4 separate regions of the Mus musculus genome follow, and regions 2, 3 and 4 are each linked to region 1. Evidence: chromatin contacts called from public promoter capture Hi-C data. All regions are on one chromosome and are shown on one strand. Each heading gives the region's core, a stretch centred on a gene start, on an enhancer-like site or on the middle of the called end of the contact. The rest is flanking DNA. Distances are from core to core; before and after follow the strand shown. Region 1 holds the start of Nab2 (Ngfi-A binding protein 2). Region 2 holds the start of Kif5a (kinesin family member 5A). Region 3 overlaps Rbms2 (RNA binding motif, single stranded interacting protein 2). Region 4 has its middle 17 kb from the start of Gm23996.

The links. Promoter capture Hi-C pulls out the DNA fragments that hold promoters and counts their contacts.
Region 2: a promoter capture Hi-C map of embryonic stem cells shows a contact between it and region 1. The contact joins the promoter of Kif5a here to the promoter of Nab2 in region 1. A contact is called at or near these places in 3 of 39 promoter capture datasets (3T3-L1-derived adipocytes, embryonic stem cells and hippocampal neurons) and 2 of 9 other capture datasets (adipose tissue and liver).
Region 3: a contact with region 1 is called in a promoter capture Hi-C map of hippocampal neurons, with 3 times the contacts expected there. The contact joins the enhancer-like site here to the promoter of Nab2 in region 1. A contact is called at or near these places in 2 of 39 promoter capture datasets (the 3T3-L1 cell line and hippocampal neurons), 1 of 15 datasets of contacts at CTCF or cohesin (the NIH/3T3 cell line), 1 of 484 Hi-C or Micro-C datasets (embryonic stem cells), 2 of 115 datasets of contacts at active chromatin or transcription factors (the NIH/3T3 cell line and bone marrow-derived macrophages) and 3 of 9 other capture datasets (adipose tissue, liver and pancreatic islet).
Region 4: a contact with region 1 is called in a promoter capture Hi-C map of liver, with 2.9 times the contacts expected there. The contact joins the enhancer-like site here to the promoter of Nab2 in region 1. A contact is called at or near these places in 9 of 39 promoter capture datasets (3T3-L1-derived adipocytes, the C10 cell line, Sertoli cells and 5 more), 1 of 15 datasets of contacts at CTCF or cohesin (the NIH/3T3 cell line), 11 of 115 datasets of contacts at active chromatin or transcription factors (the NIH/3T3 cell line, acute myeloid leukemia, bone marrow-derived macrophages and 7 more) and 4 of 9 other capture datasets (adipose tissue, embryonic stem cells, liver and 1 more).

The regions. Positions count from the first base shown.
Region 1 is chr10:127,665,429-127,668,275 of GRCm38.p6, forward strand. It overlaps Nab2 (Ngfi-A binding protein 2), which reads right to left and starts at 1,275. Exons shown (of 7, transcript NM_008668.2): 1 at 948-1,275. The coding sequence starts at 1,030. It overlaps 1700012D01Rik (RIKEN cDNA 1700012D01 gene), which reads left to right and starts at 1,695. Exons shown (of 2, transcript NR_045171.1): 1 at 1,695-1,955.
Region 2 is chr10:127,261,948-127,264,694 of GRCm38.p6, forward strand. Kif5a (kinesin family member 5A) reads right to left here and starts at 1,416. Exons shown (of 29, transcript NM_001039000.4): 1 at 821-1,416. The coding sequence starts at 949. It overlaps Gm40800 (a long non-coding RNA gene), which reads left to right and starts at 2,357. Exons shown (of 2, transcript XR_872171.2): 1 at 2,357-2,747.
Region 3 is chr10:128,132,597-128,135,296 of GRCm38.p6, forward strand. It overlaps Rbms2 (RNA binding motif, single stranded interacting protein 2), which reads right to left. Exons shown (of 13, transcript NM_019711.2): 10 at 2,401-2,511; 11 at 1,532-1,612; 12 at 1,045-1,129; 13 at 1-771. The coding sequence ends at 1,049. Among named protein-coding and RNA genes, the nearest start is that of Gm51821, 8.4 kb to the left of the region's middle. Within about 2 kb of position 1,390, at least 32 of the 459 cell types and tissues checked have an H3K27ac peak or open chromatin away from gene starts, as enhancers often do. A contact at or near this core is called in hippocampal neurons, where this site is marked.
Region 4 is chr10:127,968,528-127,971,428 of GRCm38.p6, forward strand. No RefSeq gene overlaps it. Among named protein-coding and RNA genes, the nearest start is that of Gm23996, 17 kb to the left of the region's middle. Within about 2 kb of position 1,509, at least 33 of the 459 cell types and tissues checked have an H3K27ac peak or open chromatin away from gene starts, as enhancers often do. A contact at or near this core is called in liver, second pharyngeal arch cranial neural crest and trophoblast stem cells, where this site is marked.

The DNA.
Region 1 (2,847 bases), core at 25-2,524:
CAGCCTCAACATTACTTAATGTAACATCCCATATTAAAGTTAACTTAGAATACTAAGAGCTATTGCTGGCAGCTGTACTCCTTGGCCAGGTAGCTGAGAGGGAGGGGTGTGGCCTCTTCCTTGGCATTTAGGGAACCTGGTAGACCCTTGCTCCTGTTCTTCGCTTCCAAGGATTAAAGCACCCTTCCTAGACTCTGTCCCAACTTTCCAAAGGCTGCCCAGTTCCCTTCAGTTACCCCCTCTCCTTTGATTGATCCTTCCTACTATTCAGCAGGCCCCTCTCTTCTGGGAAAGGGGGAGGGAAGCCTTGATTGTTCTGCTCTGGGGCCCTTCTTCCCACACACTCCCACAGTAGCAGCGTCTGTGGGCGAAAACCGCCTGGGGGCTCCCGCCTACTCTCCTCTCGCTTGTTTTCCACCCTTATCTTCGACAAGGGAGTGCGGGAGAGGTTGAAGGTCTCTTGAGGAAGGGGCTGCACCCCTCCTCACCCTGTGAATGGTCATTTCACGGACAAGGGAGGCCTGAAGCACACCCCCTTCAGGCCCGCAGATGCTTAACTCAAAGGAACCACCTTCTCCCGGATGCCTGCTAATGACACACTGAGACAGCTAAGAGCCGCCACCCCTCACACTGTTGACAGATCAAGCTCTGGAGCTTCCCCTGGCTGGGGGGACATTCTTTGCAGGGGGCTCATGTGCCAGGTTATGCCCACTGAGTAAACCTGGAGTGGAAAACGAGGCAGTACTCTATCGTATCCAGGTTCATCGGGTCTTTGTTTGCTTCCAGGATCCCCTATTTCGAATACTCACCCCCTTTTCCATCAGTCTCCACCTCCCACCTCCGTCCCGCTTCCCCACGTCCTCTTTTCGACCTCCACCCTTTAGACCCCATTCCGGAGTCCAACTCCACCCATCTCCACTCCCTGCCACCTCCTTTTGCCCACTAACTTGAATCTGGGTTGCGGGGTCCGGCGTGTGTTATCCCCTCTGCCAGGTGGCTGTTCCGCTGTGGGAGAGGGAGCTCTGTGCATGGACGGCCAGAGATCACCAGTGCCTCCCCTCTCGGTGCCCGGCGCCTGCTGCGCGCTGCTCTTTGCCTGGCGCGCGCGGCCCGGGTCCACCGCTGTCCAGGCTCCGTCCCTCCCTCCACGTCTTCTCTCTCGGAGCCTCCGCGCCTCTGTCTGTGCCTCTGCCCCCACCTCCCCGGCTGCGCTTGCCGCCTCTCCGCGCCTCCTCCCCCGCAGGACGCACAGGGAGCGAGGCCCGGCGCTGCGCTGGCTGCCGGGCTGGCGGGAGGAGGGCGTGGGCAGAACCGGGGGCTGGGACCGGAGGCGGTGGGTGGGAGCCCAGGCCTGAGCCTTGGAGAGGCTGCTGTGGAGACTGAGAGGAGGAGACTTGGGGGAAGGGGGGGGGGGGGAGGTGTGGAGGCGGAGCGGGGACTCAGGAATCGGGCGCTGAGTTGGGGACCGAGGTGACCGAGGCCGAGCTGTGGAAGGGGGAGCTTGGGGACCCAACGGGCGGGGCAGGTCGCTCCTTGCCGCCCACGCCGGATGCACAGCCGGCCCTCTCTGCGCCCACGTACCCACGTGAGCGCCCCGCCGGCTACATTCCTACTCCCTGCACCACTCCTACTCCTGTGAGCCGAGAGCGCAGTTTCACAACCACGCACAAGTATACAAAGACACGCGCACGTACGTGCACACGCGTCCAAACAACGACGCGGACGCCCGTTGGCCGCACTCTGGCCGCGCCGAGCCGTTAGTTTGAATGTTAGAAGTGATGGGGGAAAAGTTAGCGAAGGGTCGGGGTGTGCTGTTCCTCCTGCTCGGCTCCCCTAGGATGTATCCTTAGGGTAAACCTGTTAGCGCGGGGCTGCGCAGGAATCCCTTCGGTATCTTAACACCGTTCTCTGGCCTAAAGGTTGTAATATGAAGAGGCGGCTCTCAAACCTTGGTCGTAAGTTATACTAGAATCTACTATTTACTTGAGCGTTGGTTAGGCACGTCGGGGTTGCTAGGTAGAGCCCGGATGGGTTTACCATGTTTTCGTGGCACCCTCTTTTCTGATGGCCAGGCCTTACTGCTTGGACGACTAGATAGCAAAGCCAGGAAAAGGCAGGTACCTTCTCTGAGGTCATGAGTTATTGAACCTCTCTGGACAGTGAAGTGGAAGCTGAGCAAAAGGCTAAGAGTAGTCTACGTGACTGTCCACCGTGGAGGACCGCCTTCAAGGAGCCCAACCCCCTCGGTTTCTTCTAGTCCCATCTGGTTCCCATTACACGCCCACGGCTAGGAGGGTTGGGGGGGGGGTATTGGGCACGCGGGGGTTGTGTAGGCCTTTGGGGAAAGGGAGGGTGGGGGTGGAAAGCGTGGCCGACTGGCCAGAGGAAACGTCCCTCTAGTTTGAAACCTCGGCTCCGCCCCTCTGCTCAGCACTTGTGAGTGGCTTGCCCCAGCAGGGCGTGGGTGGTGTGGGTCGGGGCGGGTTCTACATTCCAGATTCATTCCAGACTGACGAGGAGGGGGATCTCTTGGTTTCCCGAAGAGGGATGGGTACTTTAGGAGGAACGATTTCAATAGCTCAGGTTTTTGTCTTCCAAACATACTAGGGATTGTAGGAAGGTGCAGGGTCCTTCTCCCGACCCTTTGCTACTAAGGAGGGCGCGACTAGACGGCCTTTCCTTCAATGTGTGCGGCGCCCCTCCCCCACTCCCCCGTCCGGTTATTTTGGAGTCTGGGCTGCCAGCCGCTGGCCCCGGGTTTCCTCGTGCCCCCGCCCTCCCCCCTGCCCACGCTCCCCGTGACGCACATCCTTCGCCCACACTGCCTTTGCTCCGGGCGCCCCCCTC
Region 2 (2,747 bases), core at 166-2,665, 400 kb before region 1:
CAGAACACCAAGTGCACAGAAAGCATTAATTCGCCTGACGATCTCCTTGGGAGAGGGCTGCCATGACGAGGTAGCACTCATACTACCTTGTATTGGATCTTCAAGACTAAGATGAATAAGCAAGTATGTACAAACTCAGGATTTGGGCACTTTGACTTGGGAGGGCTTAGGATCTGAAATCATCTTGATACTACACTCGGGATAGAAAGGCACACAGGCCCTTAGGATCCTAGAGGCTAACTCTCCAATTGGGTGTGGCATCTGTGTACAGCTTTCCCAGAAAACCCTTCACCAGATTTCTGCTCCCTCCCCCCAAGTCCAGGCAGCAACTACTAAAGGCGATGATGGAAGGGCCCGTCCTAGAACCCACTCCCATTCATTCCTCCACAGAGGCCCTAGACTTCTCATTTCCTATCAAGCCCATCCACTAACCTTCCCCTCCCTTCGTGGAGGTTAGGGTAGAGATGAGAGTCAATAACAAAGGGAAAACGCGCTTTCTCTAGGGGAGAGGGAAAACATCACAAAGGCAGGGAACTGGCTCTAAGGGGTGGGAACATTGCAAGAGAGTAGCAAAGACAAGTTGGGGTTCCTGATGACGGGAAAGGAGCCCCCTCCCACTCTGCAGAGACTTGGCTGCAGGCCTAGGCAGGCCACACCCAGCCATCCTGATGCAGGGGAGAGGAGGGGCTGCGGCGGAGAGGATGGAGGCTGAGCATCCCTGAGCTGCTGCAGGATGACAGGCAGAGGGACTAAGTCTTGGGGGTGAAAAGATTTTTGCATCCCGCCCCCTCCTCTAATTTCCTTCGGATGTAGCACTCACCCCAATAATGACGCTGTCGTCCCCTTGGAAAATGGGGATGAACTTGTCCCCCCGCAGAATCTCGGCCTGGTTCAGGGGCCGAAATCGGCAAAGCACCTTGATGCTGCATTCGTTGTTAGTCTCCGCCATGGTGGTCGACGACGACGAGGGGCTGGGAGCGTCTCCGACTGCAAGGGTAGCGTGTACTCCGGAGGAAGGGGACGCTGGGCTGAGGTCGAGGCAGTGGACAGGTGATCTGTCGCTGAGGCCAAGGGAGCAGCTGGAACGCCTCGGGGAAGATGAGCTTTCGGTGTCCTGCGGCACTGGATGCGGGCGACCTGGGCGTCTGGTCCTCTCGCCGCGCTGTGCCTCTCCGCCCCTCGCGCTGCAGCCGCGCTGCGGGCCTGGGCGGGGCGCGCCGGAGCCGCGGGGGCGGGGTTTCCTTCGCAGGAGGTGATCCTCCGAACTGCGACCACCCAAAGGTGGAGTTTGGCTTAGGCTCACCTGGTTCCTTGATTTGGAGGCTCGCAAATAACCTTGTCCTCACCCCTTCCCCACACAGCTCACTTTGCTACACGCGACCTGTCTGTTCCTCCTTAGACTCCACCTACAGGAATGGAAAAGAGGACTAAGGTGGGCCTGTCGCCTGCCTGGGAAAGAGCACCTACGGGCCTCCCATTCCCTTAATTCCAGAACACACACCCCCGCAAAAAACAAAACAAAACAAAACAAAAAACACCCATTACACCCCACTTTTCATATTTAAATCACACTTATCCTCCTTCTCCCAGCCTCTTTCTGCCCCTCAGATGTACAATGAGCCAGTGAGCCTTTACGGGTGGGAAGCTACAGAAGTGAAGTCTAGATCCCATGGCATGGAGAAAAGACAGGCAGGTCTTGCCTACTCCTCTATAATATAATATATAATAGAAGTAAATATAATATAATAATAGAAGGAAAGACAAGCTATCTTCCAGCCATTCAGGGACAGATGGAGTTCTCATCGAGGCCTCTAAGGTTGGGGTGGGATATGGGTAGGCAGGGCAGCTTTTGCAAGAGAACAGGAGTATAGCAGCCTGAGGAAAGGAACAAAGGGCCAGAGGTCCTGCTGTGAGGAGCTTCCAGGGCAAAGAGTTACATTTGGGTCTCAGACGGGCTCAGTATCTCTGTGTGTTTACTGCCCTAGTTACCTTTGGACAGAGTCTCCATTCTTTTCTTCTCCCAGTTTCCACATCGGAAGAAAAGAAAGAAAGAAAGAAAGAAAGAAAGAAAGAAAGAAAGAAAGAAAGAAAGAAAGAGAGAGGAAAGGATAGGAAAGGAAAGGAAAGGAAAGGAAAGGAAAGGAAAGGAAAGGAAAGGGGACAAAGAGCCAAGCCCAGAGAGTTCTTGTCCTGTCTCCTCCGCAGCCCAAAACAGGAACACCACGAGCTGGTCAAATTGATTTCGCTCAATGTCACAGCCTCTGCTTGTCAACAGAGAGCTCCGATGCAGGGCTTGAGGTTCCAGCCAAGGGGAAGATGGGGTGATGGGAGAAATCAGAAGGGAGGGGGTGGAGGCCTTGGCTCAGAAACTGGCCAGTGTCTAGGGTCAGTTAGTTACTAAGGGGGAAGGATGAGAGGGCAGTGGCCTAGACAAACAAGCCCTAACCGGCCAGATACCAGCTGAGCTGGGCCTTCACTAGTCACACTCCTTGACTCTTAAGGGAACCAACAGAAAGAAGCCCAATACATGACCTGGAGATCATGGTGACAGAGGCCGAGGCTTGGGCAGAAGCCAGGAATGAGAATGGCGAGTTCCTAATTCAGGAACGCTACCCTCGGTCGTTTGGCACTGTTTCTGAAGGTTGCAGCATCTTGCAAGCTCAGGAAATATACCAACGTCCAGCCTCTAGAGACAAGAAGGTGGCATCCTTAGTGACTTCAAAATGACAGTCCATCGAGGCAAGAAT
Region 3 (2,700 bases), core at 140-2,639, 470 kb after region 1:
GCAAAGTAGGCAGGCTAAGCTAAATGGAAAAGAAAAAAAGACCATTGTGGAGAAGTTTTAAAAAACAACTAGCCGGGCGGTGGTGGCGCACGCCTTTAATCCCAGCACTTGGGAGGCAGAGGCAGGTGGATTTCTAAGTTCGAGGCTAGCTTGGTCTACAAAGTGAGCGCCAGGACAGCCAGGGCTACACAGAGAAACCCTGTCTTGAAAAAAAAAAAACCAAAAAAAAAAAAACAACTAGCTAGGCATGGCGGTGCACTCAGACAGAGTGGGAAGGATCGCTGAGTTCAAAGCCAGCCTGGTCTACATTGTCAGCCAGCCAGGACTGCACTGTGAGACCCTGCCTTAAACAGTGCGTGGGAGGGAGGTGGGTGGGTGTGTGCAAAGTGTGTGTTGAGAGCTTTGCAAAACAAAAGTTTTAAGCCTGCATATCTAAAACACACATTGAAAATAGTCCCTAACTGAACCTGGCAAGCAGCGCCCCTTCACTGACTTCACAGCACTGCGATTGTTCTTAAACCATTTTAAAAGCCCAACATACCCAAACCTCTCGAAGATGAGAAGCACCTCAACTGGTGTCTTTGGGGTAGGAGAAAGGTTCGCTGCAATTAAATACAAAGCAAGAAACTTCTTTTGCAAAAGAAAAAAAAGTCTTTTTGATCTTGAATGTAGCACATTCAAAAAAAAAAACCAACGTGATTCCTCAGGTTCCATCAGCCACAGGAAGGAGCCCAAGGAGGACTGCATAGGCTTCTCTCCCCAGGTCTGGACCTGTGAGGGAATGACAGCCAGGTGTTAGTGCTCAGCAGGCTACAGCTAGGCTTGTAACTTGCTAAACCTTCTGGAGTCTGTGAGCATCTCCAAGAGTTCCTTTCTGTTTAACAAAGATGGGGGGAAAGAATCCTAAAGGAGGCATTAGCTGGAGACGATACGAAGAGGACACGACTATTAATTAACCTGTCTGGCTATTGGCAGAACAAAGCTGCAAGCACCATCTTCCAGTTCAGCATAGCATAGCAGCATTCCCCACCATAAAGTTCTTACCTCATTATTTGCTGAACTGGAAAGGATAGACCCCGTGGTCTGAGGGGGGCTCCACTGCCAGTTGATTCTGCTGGCCATTGCTCTCCTGTATCACAGCCAAGGAAAGTTACTGAAGCATTCCTACACGCACCTCCCACTAAAGCCTCCCCAATTCAGCCACACACACACACACCGCCCCCAACGCATGTGTGCATCCAACATCCAGACTGCCAGAAAGCGGGCAAAGTGGTCCAGCTACCTTGGAAAATACTTCAGCATTTGCTCATTTTCAGAGTATTGAGGCAGCTGAAGTCAGCATCCCTGTCTAAATTGAACAGAGCAGGCTGGCTAAACACCAATGAAGCCGCCTCCTGCTCTCCTCACAACCACCAGTGAGGATGCCGGCGGTAGGCAGTACCGAGAGAGGAGTACACAGTTCAGAGATCTGCCCTTGATGTGTCCTGGCCTCACTGCAAAACAAAACAAAACGAACCGAAAAAGCTCCTACCTCAGCAGAAACACTGGAAGAAGGCACAGCTGGGTACTGGGAGATGTAAGCCCCATGCATAGCAGCAGCTGCCGGCATGAACTACAAAAACAAAAACAATGGTTCTCAGCTAGTTTAAAGCCCTCAGGAGCTTCAGAAAACACAGAGACCTTTATTGTTGTGGGTGCTTCTTTAAAATGTCCCTGGAGTGCCCGAGGATGCCAGCTAGAGACACGTTGATGTCCCTCCCTCACTGCGTTCCCTCTCTTCCTCCACACCCTCAACTCACTGCCACCAGCTCTCCTGCACCAGTCAGACCTAAAAGAGCCTTGAGCTTCATCCCTTCCCTTTCAGTGTTCTGATGAGCTCTTCTAGGAGATATGCACTGGCGCCTAAGCAAATTCACAAATGTTTAAACCACATTTAGTTCCGTGACTGGGAAGCAGGTAAGAGGTAGGCAGGAAGGTATATCCCCAGCTTACTGATTCTTTTCTGTTTATCAATGGCCTTGAACTTTTTTTTAAGATTTATTATTTTATTTTATTTATATGAGTACATTGTAGCTGTCTTCAGATACACCAGAAGAAGGCATCTGATCCCCATTACAGATAGGTTGTGAGCAACCATGTGGTTGCTGGGAATTGAACTCCAAACCTCTGGAAGAGTTGTCAGTGCTCTTAACCACGGAGCCATCTCTCCAGCCTGGCCTGGAACTTTTAAGTCTTCCTGACTCAGCCTCCTGAGTATAAGGATTAGAAGCATTTACTGCAGTTCTGAGCCTGCCTTTGCTGACCCTGACACACTTGCGTCCTGCGTAACCACAGGTACCAAGGAGCATTTCCTAGGCACTTCTTATTCTGCAGGGTTAATAACCACAGACAATCCTTTACCGTGCCCAGACTGTTGAGTGACAGGTGACCCAGTTGCTGGGTAAGAGGTCCCATCATGGAGGCAGGCTGGAGAGAGAGGGGGTGGTCCATCCCTGGTGTCAGAACTGAGCCCTAGAGAAGGCAATGAAGGGAAGGGTTAAGCAGCACCCTCCTGTAAAGACACCTGAGTGGCAAGGATGCCAAGCAGGGCCACCAGTGTTTTGTTTTTGTTTTGCTTGTTTGTGTCTCTTGACAGGTTTAACCCTGGCTGTCCCAGAACTCACTCTGTAGACCACTCTGGCCTTGAACTCGCAGATCCAC
Region 4 (2,901 bases), core at 259-2,758, 300 kb after region 1:
TTTATTTTACAAATTAAGGTGGGAAGCAGGTTTTACAGGAAATCACCTGAGTGCAGACTCATTCCTAGTTGGAAACTACTCACAGGAGAATTGAATCACTTCAAATATAATTAGCCCCAGGGCTATCTACAACAGAAACCAGGTGATCTGGTTTCTAGGGTAACACACACTGTGCCCTTTCCCAACCACTCCAGGGCAAGTGAGCAGCTTTATTCTACCAAATGTTTCCCATGATGCTCTGCCTTGCCTCAGATCTAAAGACAATGGACCCAAACTAGAACCATGAGTCAGAATAAATCTTCCTCCTTTGAACCGATCTTCTCAGATAAGAGGCTGGACCTTGAAGTTCTCTTATCCCAGTTATTCTGAAGCCACCAGACAAAAGGTGATGCCTAACAAAGTCACCAGAATGGAGCCCACACATTAAGGAGCCATGGGACATCTTGCTAAACAAAAGAAAAGGAAGAATTATAGGTTCTAGGAGGCAGCAATTTGATAGGCTTTGGACAAGGCGCTGTGTGAAATGAATCTCAGGCTTAGACTGCAAAATGAGTCTTGGGTTCCTCTGTTTCCTGGGGAAGACCCATTGAGAATAATGCACATGGTTTCCACCATCCCTCAATTGCATCTTAGCGCTGGTCTCAAAGAAAGGAATCGGCTATACCCTCCTATTTAATCTTACATGCCCCCGTAACTGAAGCACTATTGCAGCTGTTGGCATTAGGAGAGAAAGCTTCAGTTTTCTTCAGGGATGTGGCTCCTCGTATATCAGTCGGGCTCCCGTGGATGGCCCCTCTGAACAATACAAATTAGATCCAACAATGAGAAAAAAGAAAAAAGAAAGAAAAATGAAGAGACTCAAAGTTGAAGCAGGGGGCTGGAGAGATGGCTCAGCAGTTAAGAGCGCCAACTGCTCTTCAGGAGGTCCTGAGTTCAAATCCCAGCACCCACATGGTGGCTCACAACCATCTGTAATGAGATCTGACGCTCCTCTGGTGTGTTTGAAGACAGCTACAGTGTACTTACATATAGTAATAAATAAATGTTTTTTTTTAAAGCGTTTGCTGCTCCTCCAGAGGATCTGAGTTCAGATCCCAGCACCCATTTCTGGATTTCTGGTGATTCACAACTCTATGTAGCTCCAATTCCCTCTTCTGGACAGCATAGTCTCTCTCTCTCTCTCTCTCTCTCTCTCTCTCTCTCTCTCCCTCCCTCTCTCACTCACACACACACCACATGCATGTACTATATGTAAAAAAAAAAAGTTGAAGCAGGCAGGGTAGGGAGTGAGAGTCAGTCTTAGAGGAGTCAGGAACAGAAATGGGGAGTAAGAATTTAGGAGTCTCATGAGCTGAGAATGTAGCTGGGGGGGGGGTGTAGGTTTCCTGCAGAGTTTGTTTCACATGAAGCCCTGGGACCTGGAATGGATCCCCAGCAAGTGTGTGTGGGAAAGATAAGAAATTACACCACACTTTGATTCCATAGGCCCTATCAGAAAGACCTTCGGTCAGGGAACATTTGAATTCTCCAGTTAGAGTTAATGTTTATCTTCTGAACAAGGCACGACATGCACAAGTATGTGATTACTGTAAGAAATAAATTCTGACCTTTCGGTTTTTGTAAAGGGACACCCAGCCAGTATTGGCCTAGTAACGATTGAATGGAAGACACTAATAATGCTACCAGCCTCCTTCCCCACGATGCACACTGAAACCTAACCTCCACAAAGCTACCCCTACACGGCCAAACTAGGAATTTAGAGCAGAAAATTACTGACAGCCAATCTGGCCTACAAAATCATGTGACCAACATGCTTTAAAAAAAAAAAAACAAGGTGTAAGATGTAGGGACAAGCCCATGCCCTCTTGAGAAAGGAACGACTGAGAAAATAATAATAAGCCCTGGGTAATATGCAGGACTGTGTGCCCTCCTGATTACACGGAGGATGTGGAAAAGGGGGAAGGGCTTGCTTGTGTTAAGGCTTAAAACTCTCCTCTGTGTTCAGCCCATCCCTAAGGAGTCTTTAGTGATCACTGTCATGAGGTAACAAAGCGGTTTTGTTTCTCCTGGTTGGCCACAGGCCTGGGATACCACTAAATTGTAGGCTTCTCTGTAACTCAACCTGCCTGGCTTGCAGATTGCCCATATCCCTCCTGTTACTGAATTCCAAATTCAGATGGAATTAATATTACTTGCTATTTCTTGCAGGCCTCCCATTTCCAGTGACCCTGGGCCCCAGGCATGACTAAAGAAAGGAAGAGCTTTAGCCTTGGGGCTGTTTCTGTTTGTAGAGAGTGGAATTTCGTCCTTTGGGGATTTGAACAAGCAAAACCTTTTTGTGACTTTTCATAGCAACACATGATCTGTAGTTCAAACTTATGACACAGATATCTTTAATTTATTTCTCTTTAGGCTACTTGACAAGAGACCCAGACCCAAGAGAGAGAGAGAGAGAGAGAGAGAGAGAGAGAGAGAGAAACAAATTGTATCCTAACCATCATTCTTATTGCAGCCCAGCTGTCTTGCTGTCCACATCTATCAAACATCTGGAAATCTTCACAGCATCACACGAAAAACTGGGCTATAGGTTAAAAGAAAAGTTTAAACTATTAATTCATTGAAAATTATTTGTTGGCTACTAATCCATTTAAACTGTTTCATCTTACGGGTTCAGTAATTCATTTAAAGTCACAACAAAGTCATTTGTTTTCTCTCTCTCTCTCTCTCTCTCTCTCTCTCTCTCTTTCCCTCTCTCTCTCTCTCTCTCTCTCTCTCTCTCTCGATTTTTTTATGTATATGATGCTCTGTCTGCATGTACACCTGCATGCCAGGAGAGGGCATCAGATCCCTTTATAGATGGTTGTGAGGCTTGTGGTTGCTGGAGACTGAACTCAAGACCTC